Linked DNA regions of Mus musculus: region 1 is linked to region 2. Evidence: chromatin contacts called from public promoter capture Hi-C data. All regions are on one chromosome and are shown on one strand. The core of a region is the stretch at or near the end of the contact, and the rest is flanking DNA. Distances in the headings are between cores, read along the strand shown. Region 1 has its middle 35 kb from the start of Ttc34. Region 2 holds the start of Wrap73 (WD repeat containing, antisense to Trp73).

What was found. Promoter capture Hi-C pulls out the DNA fragments that hold promoters and counts their contacts.
Region 1: a contact with region 2 is called in a promoter capture Hi-C map of second pharyngeal arch cranial neural crest. The contact joins the enhancer-like site here to the promoter of Wrap73 in region 2. A contact is called at or near these places in 5 of 39 promoter capture datasets (the 3T3-L1 cell line, cranial neural crest, embryonic stem cells and 2 more), 5 of 115 datasets of contacts at active chromatin or transcription factors (embryonic basal ganglia, embryonic forebrain, embryonic stem cells and 2 more) and 1 of 9 other capture datasets (embryonic stem cells).

What each region holds. Positions count from the first base shown.
Region 1 is chr4:154,801,059-154,803,921 of GRCm38.p6, reverse strand. No RefSeq gene overlaps it. Among named protein-coding and RNA genes, the nearest start is that of Ttc34, 35 kb to the left of the region's middle. RefSeq lists an enhancer at 772-2,021. Within about 2 kb of position 1,336, at least 12 of the 459 cell types and tissues checked have an H3K27ac peak or open chromatin away from gene starts, as enhancers often do. A contact at or near this core is called in second pharyngeal arch cranial neural crest, where this site is marked.
Region 2 is chr4:154,140,769-154,143,801 of GRCm38.p6, reverse strand. Wrap73 (WD repeat containing, antisense to Trp73) reads right to left here and starts at 1,430. Exons shown (of 12, transcript NM_021499.2): 1 at 1,289-1,430. The coding sequence starts at 1,357.

The DNA.
Region 1 (2,863 bases), core at 87-2,586, 660 kb before region 2:
TGGGAGTGTGTGAGAGTGTGTGTGTGTATGTGAGTGAGTGTGTGAGTGTGTATGTATGTGAGTGTGTGTGTATGAGTGTGTGAGTATGTGTATATGAGTGTGTGAGTGTGTGTGTATGTGAGTGTGTGTATATGAGTATGTGTGAGCATGTATGTGACTGTGTGAGTATGTGAGCGTGTATGAGTGTGTGTATATGAGTGTGTGTGAGTGTGTGTGAGTGTGTGAGTGTGAGAATGTGTGTGTATGTGAGTGTGTGTGAGTGAGTGTGAGAGTGTGTGTATGTGTGTGAGTGTATGTGAGTGTGTATATGGGAGTGTGTGAGAGTGTGTGTGTGTATGTGAGTGAGTGTGTGAGTGTGTATGTATGTGAGTGTGTGTGTATGAGTGTGTGAGTATGTGTATATGAGTGTGTGAGTGTGTGTGTATGTGAGTGTGTGTATATGAGTATGTGTGAGCATGTATGTGACTGTGTGAGTATGTGAGCGTGTATGAGTGTGTGTATATGAGTGTGTGTGAGTGTGTGTGAGTGTGTGAGTGTGAGTGAGCATGTAGGTTACAGGTCAGTATCTGTGTCATTCTTTATTACTTTCCTCCTTACTTTCCGAGATAGAATCTCTTTGGAGCCCTCTGATTTGGCTTTACTAATTGACCAGCAAGCCCGAGGGATCTCCCTCCTACTCACCGCTGCCCCTCCATAGTGCCACTATGTCAAGCTTTTTACATGGGGGTTGAGGGTTAAACTTAGGCCTTCATGGAAGTACTTCACTGCCTCATCAGTTGGCCTGTGGTCTGGGGACTGGTCAGCTCAGACCCTCCCTCCTCACCCACGGGGTCACCCTGTGGTGGTCCATTTCGTTGCTTTCTCTCCCGTAGTTCTGGAATTTGGGCCCAGATGTCTTCATTAACTAATGATTATTTCAGTTTCTTTAGAAAAAAAAAAACTAATCAGAGACATCCCAAGCTGCCAATCTGAGGTTTGATCAGCCACGATAACCAGCGTGCCCACACGGTGCTGGTGGGATTCCAGCCTGGAGCACGGAAACTTGACATTCTCGACAGCCTGGAAATGTAGGATTTCCGTTTGCCTTGTAATGTGGAGCCAGCTCAAGGGACCCCCATCTCCCACTTTGCAGCCCTCCAGCGGGGGGCCTCTTGGGACCATATGGCTTGGCGGTGGGGTAATGTGCTCTCTGGGGATACTCGATGCCCCTCTTCCCTCTTTGCTCCTCCAGGATGCTTCCAGAGCCCTTTCTGGGCTCCCCAGCCTGCAGGTTGCAAGCAGGGGATCTGAGGCCCAGGGCTGGCAGTGCCGGCCCCCTCCCCCTCGGAGCTCACCGGTTCTGCGCTATCATGCCCTCTATCGCCTTTGTGTGAAACGTAACCCACAAAATGCTTTCGTGGTAACCTTATCCATCGGCAGCCAGCGATAGCATCTTGCGGCCCGTGACGGGCAGGAACTCGAAAGCATGGAGTTAATAACGCAGACTTTCAAAAAATGAGGCTGGCAGAGGGAGACGAGGGCGGGAATAAAGGGGGCCGGTGTGGTTGTAATTGGGACCATGTGAACTTCCTCGGAGGAGGATTAGGAGGAGAGACAGGCCTTGCCCGCGAAGATTAGTTTCAATTAGATGGGCTGGAGGCGAAAGGCCGGGCTCGGTGAAAGATTAAAACAAGAAGGAGAAAGTTTCCGCGGCGGAGGCTCCGGGCCTGCAGCAGGGGCCGGCGAGATCCGCTAATTGAAGGCAAAGCGTGCACCGGGCTCGGAAGAACGCCCATTAATTGATTCGATGCTGGTCTGCTCCTAGGCCTTTCCCGCTCACCCCCATTCTTAACTTACTTCCAGATACTCATTTGTGTTTGAAATCAGGGGGGTGGGGCAGGGCCTGCCCTGCCTGAGCCCCTCAGGTAGGGGGAGGTGAGAAGGGCTGTGGTCAGTGGGCCAGACACCAGCCTGGTCATTTGGGGGTTCTTTCCTCTGCCTGGGGCCACTGGGTTTCCCAAGTGGAGGTGTGAAGGTTTATCCTGGCTGCACTCGATCAGCCACCATCAGGCTCCTGAGAGGCTTCAGTGGGACCCTCAAACAGACTGTGCCTCTGGGCTTGGGGTTTCTCTATGCTTTCAGAGCTAACCTGTATTTCTCCTTCCATGTTTCCATCTACCTACCCCCCTCACTGCCCTCCCATTCACTCAACCGTTCACCTTTCCAAAATCATGAATTCACCTTTAACCCTCTTCTCCAGTTCTCCTTCTTTCTTAACCTCTGGCCTCTATTCCTTTGAAAACAGCTTTCTCAATAAACATGTCTCCATTCGAATGTTTTCCGTCCTATGCTCTGAGTCCCCATGCATGGCTGGTGACTTGAAGCGCCATCTTGAATACTTGGGCTGAGGACAGGAGGGTGACACCCCTCTCTCTCTAGTCCCATGTTGTCTCCCCTTTTCCTTTGAGACCCAGCTATCTGCCAGGTGGTCTCCTCTATCCCAAAACCATCCGTATTTTCTTCCAGATGTTATGGAAAGGTGAAAACTATGACACGTGAGGAACTTCAGAGAGAGGAGGAGCCAAGAGCCGAGGGGTATATGGTGCCGGTGGCTCTGAAGGAGCCTGGTTCTTGGGTCTTGAGTTCTAGCTCCAGAGAGGAAGGAACAGGGATTGTCCAGGGGATGGTGTGACCTCTGTTGTCCTTGTTTCTTAAAGAGGCAGAAAAGAAACCTGGTCCCAATTCATGGTCCACAGATTCAGTCCTGCCTTCCACCTGATGAGGTACAGAGTCCAGGGGATGGCTGTGCTCTGCTGCAGGGTGCTCTCAGCAACATCCTATCCTGGCTTGGGGGTCCAAGCCAGGTGGCCAGGTGTGGCCAGCA
Region 2 (3,033 bases), core at 181-2,680:
GCTGATGGTCTCCTCCCACCTTTACGTGGGTTCCCGAGCCGGAGCTCAAGTCCTCGGGCTTGCATGGCAGTACCTTTCCCTGCTAAGCAGGTCCTACCCTGACACTTCCTACATTGTTAGGATGATGTGTATAAGGAGGGTAAAGGATGTCTCAAAAGCCTGGACAAACACAGCAGGGGTGTGAACTGAGAATCAAGACAGCCAGGCATGGTGGCATGCTCCGTTAATCCCAGCACTCAGGAGACAAGGGGCAGATCTTTGAGTTCAAGGCCAACCTGGTCAGAGCTACAGAGAAACCCTGTCAATCAGTCAATCAATCAATCAATGGTATCAGTCAGTTAAAAAGAGAATGATAGATTAATCAAAGAAAACTTGTTAAAAATTAGGATTGCATTTGTATGTGAGAAGGGTCAGGCACTAGTTACGGCTTATGTGGAGGCCAGAGGACAACATGCAGGAGACAGTTCTCTCCTTCCATTAAGTGGGTCCTAGAGCTGGGACTCAGGTCATCAGGTTTGGTGGCAGGTACCGTTACTAGCCAAGCTACCCGACTGGCACGGAACCACAGTTTTTTAAAATAAGACTTGAGTTTTCCCTGATGGCTTCCTAACGTCAGCCTTCTACAAATGCACAATGGTCATGTTGGCGTACCTTGAAACACCCATCTGAACACTATTCTGCCACCCAAAGAATAGACAGCTAACATCCAACCCTGGCAATGAAAGCTAGTTATTTAAACCATTTGCTTATGACGAGTTTCACAAAGGAGGGCCCCGTTTAACCAGCTCGCTCACAGAAAACATACAAAATAGCAATGAGCTGCCATCCCCTGTGCCCTCAAATGTGTGAAAGCAGAGTCATCTTATCCAACTTTGATGAAGGGAAACTGGAGCCGGGAGCCTGGCACCCACCCAGCCCTGGCCACCTGCTCCAAGACCTCCTTCCTAACCCTGACCACCTGCCAGAATAGCAACCCCAACTCCATCCCCACTCTGCTCCACGTCCTCTTTCTCCACCCTGGTCACCTGCCAGGATCCCCCAGCCTGGCTGGCCTGGATCCCTCTTCGGCTTCAGGTTCGTTCTCTCTAATCATCTGGTTCTCCCTCATCTGGGCTGAAACCCCTCTGCCTGCCTCCCTCTCCCACCTCCCACCCCGCCCCCTAAGTCCAGCCTGAGTCCCCGCGGCCGCCCGGCTCGGGCCCCCTTCCCGCCCCCCTTCGGCCCGCCCCGGCCCCGTGCACAAGTCGCGCGCCCACACTTAGGTTCCGCCCAGCGCGCCGCAGCTCACCAGGTACTTGCCGTCCGGGGAGAACCTGCAGAGCAGGCCCGAGAGCTTGAATGACTCCGAGAAGTTCATGGCCACGGCCAGCCCGGGCCAGCCCGGCTCCGAAGTACCTCCCGCAACCGCCCCAGGCAGCGGCCGGAAGTACAGGGGCGGAAGCGAGCAGCAGCCAATGGGAGCCTCAAGCGGCCGCGCGGCATTGTGGGGCGGGAAGTCCGAGTTTGAGTCTTAAAGGGGCTGAGCGCCTTTGCGCTATAGCGGATCTCCCTGCAAATCCCGAAACGGAAGGCTGAATTCTGACTTCAGATAAATCACAAAATAAATATGTTCCCAAAAGTTACCCGGGGCATACTTAGACTAAAAGACTCCCTTATCTGAAATTCAGGTTGTAACTAGACCTCTGTACTTGTGAACATACATTTATTTACATGTAAATGCGTATTTATGTGTAAGTATATAGTCGTATTTCGATACACCTCTTTAGTAGATAACAAATTTTTTGTTACAGGAGCTGAGAGTGCGGTTCTATTGGCAAAATGATTGCTTAGCATATATGAAACCCAGGTTTTGGTCCGCAGCATCGCATAAACCCCGCACGATGGTTTGCATTAAAAAAAAAAAAAAAATCCTACACCTGAAACCAGAGACGCAGATGTTCAGGGCATCCTTCGCTACCTATAGAGTTGGAGGCTATGCAGGGCTGCGTGAGACCCTTTCTCAAACAGAACAAAGCAAAGTATTTTCCACGTATAAGTATAAATATAGGTTTGCTTTGAGGTTTTCCTGAGAGCGACCACCTGCAGCGTGACCTCGTGACGTTCAAGTGCTTCTCAGGTCTGTGGCGGAACGAATTCGAAGGCATGTGGATCTCGTGGGTCGCCTCACCTTTTTGGAGGTTCTAGTTAGAGTGTGGACTTGATTCAGAGGTGTGGCTCGGTACCCGGGACGGCAGCCTCGGTGGGCACGTAGAATACAGCACCAACTGGACTTCAGACCAGGATCGCTCCCCAAAGCGCTCTGCTCCCTCCCTCGCGCAGCACCCCGCGTCCTGTGCCCCACAAGGCTCCCCATTCCGGTGTCATTCGGGAGGTTGGATGTTCCTGTCTGCACCCAAAGCTTCAGAGGATCACTTAAGGCTCAGCCACTGCCTTTGGAGCTAAGTTCCGAATTCTGAAAGACCGGAATCTAGTATTGCTCGGTCCAGCTCATAGCTCCCAGTCTCTTCCGCACCGCTGCATCTAATTTCCACGAATGAATGAATGAATGAATGAATGAATGAATGAATGGCGGTGCTTGCACCATTCGGAGAGGATCTGCAGAGTGCGCGGCCAGCGTCCTGGCATTTTCTGTTCCCAACCAGTCCCAAACTCTTGCTTGGTATTCATCTTTGTCTCTAATCTGCAGCTCGCAAATAATTACTCCTCGTAGCTATTGGCCTAACACCAGGTCAGGCTTTCGAGTTCGAGAGAGATTCGGTCTGCTCCAACCCACCTCCCTTGCAACGCCACTAGCTGCACTAAAGCGACTTCCAGGGCATGTGGGAACACCTTGGGCAAGGACCACTCTGCAGTGCCACTAAGGGGTCCCACAAGGACCCAACTCCTTCTGTGCGCCAGACTACGGGTCTGCGTGGTAGATGAGGGCACCGGAGACCGCTCACTTGCCCAGAGGGGAGATGGCGGGTGGTGAAGAAGACTTCTTGAGCCAGAGAAGAGTCCCCTGACTAACTCCGAGCCGCTCTATGTGCACAG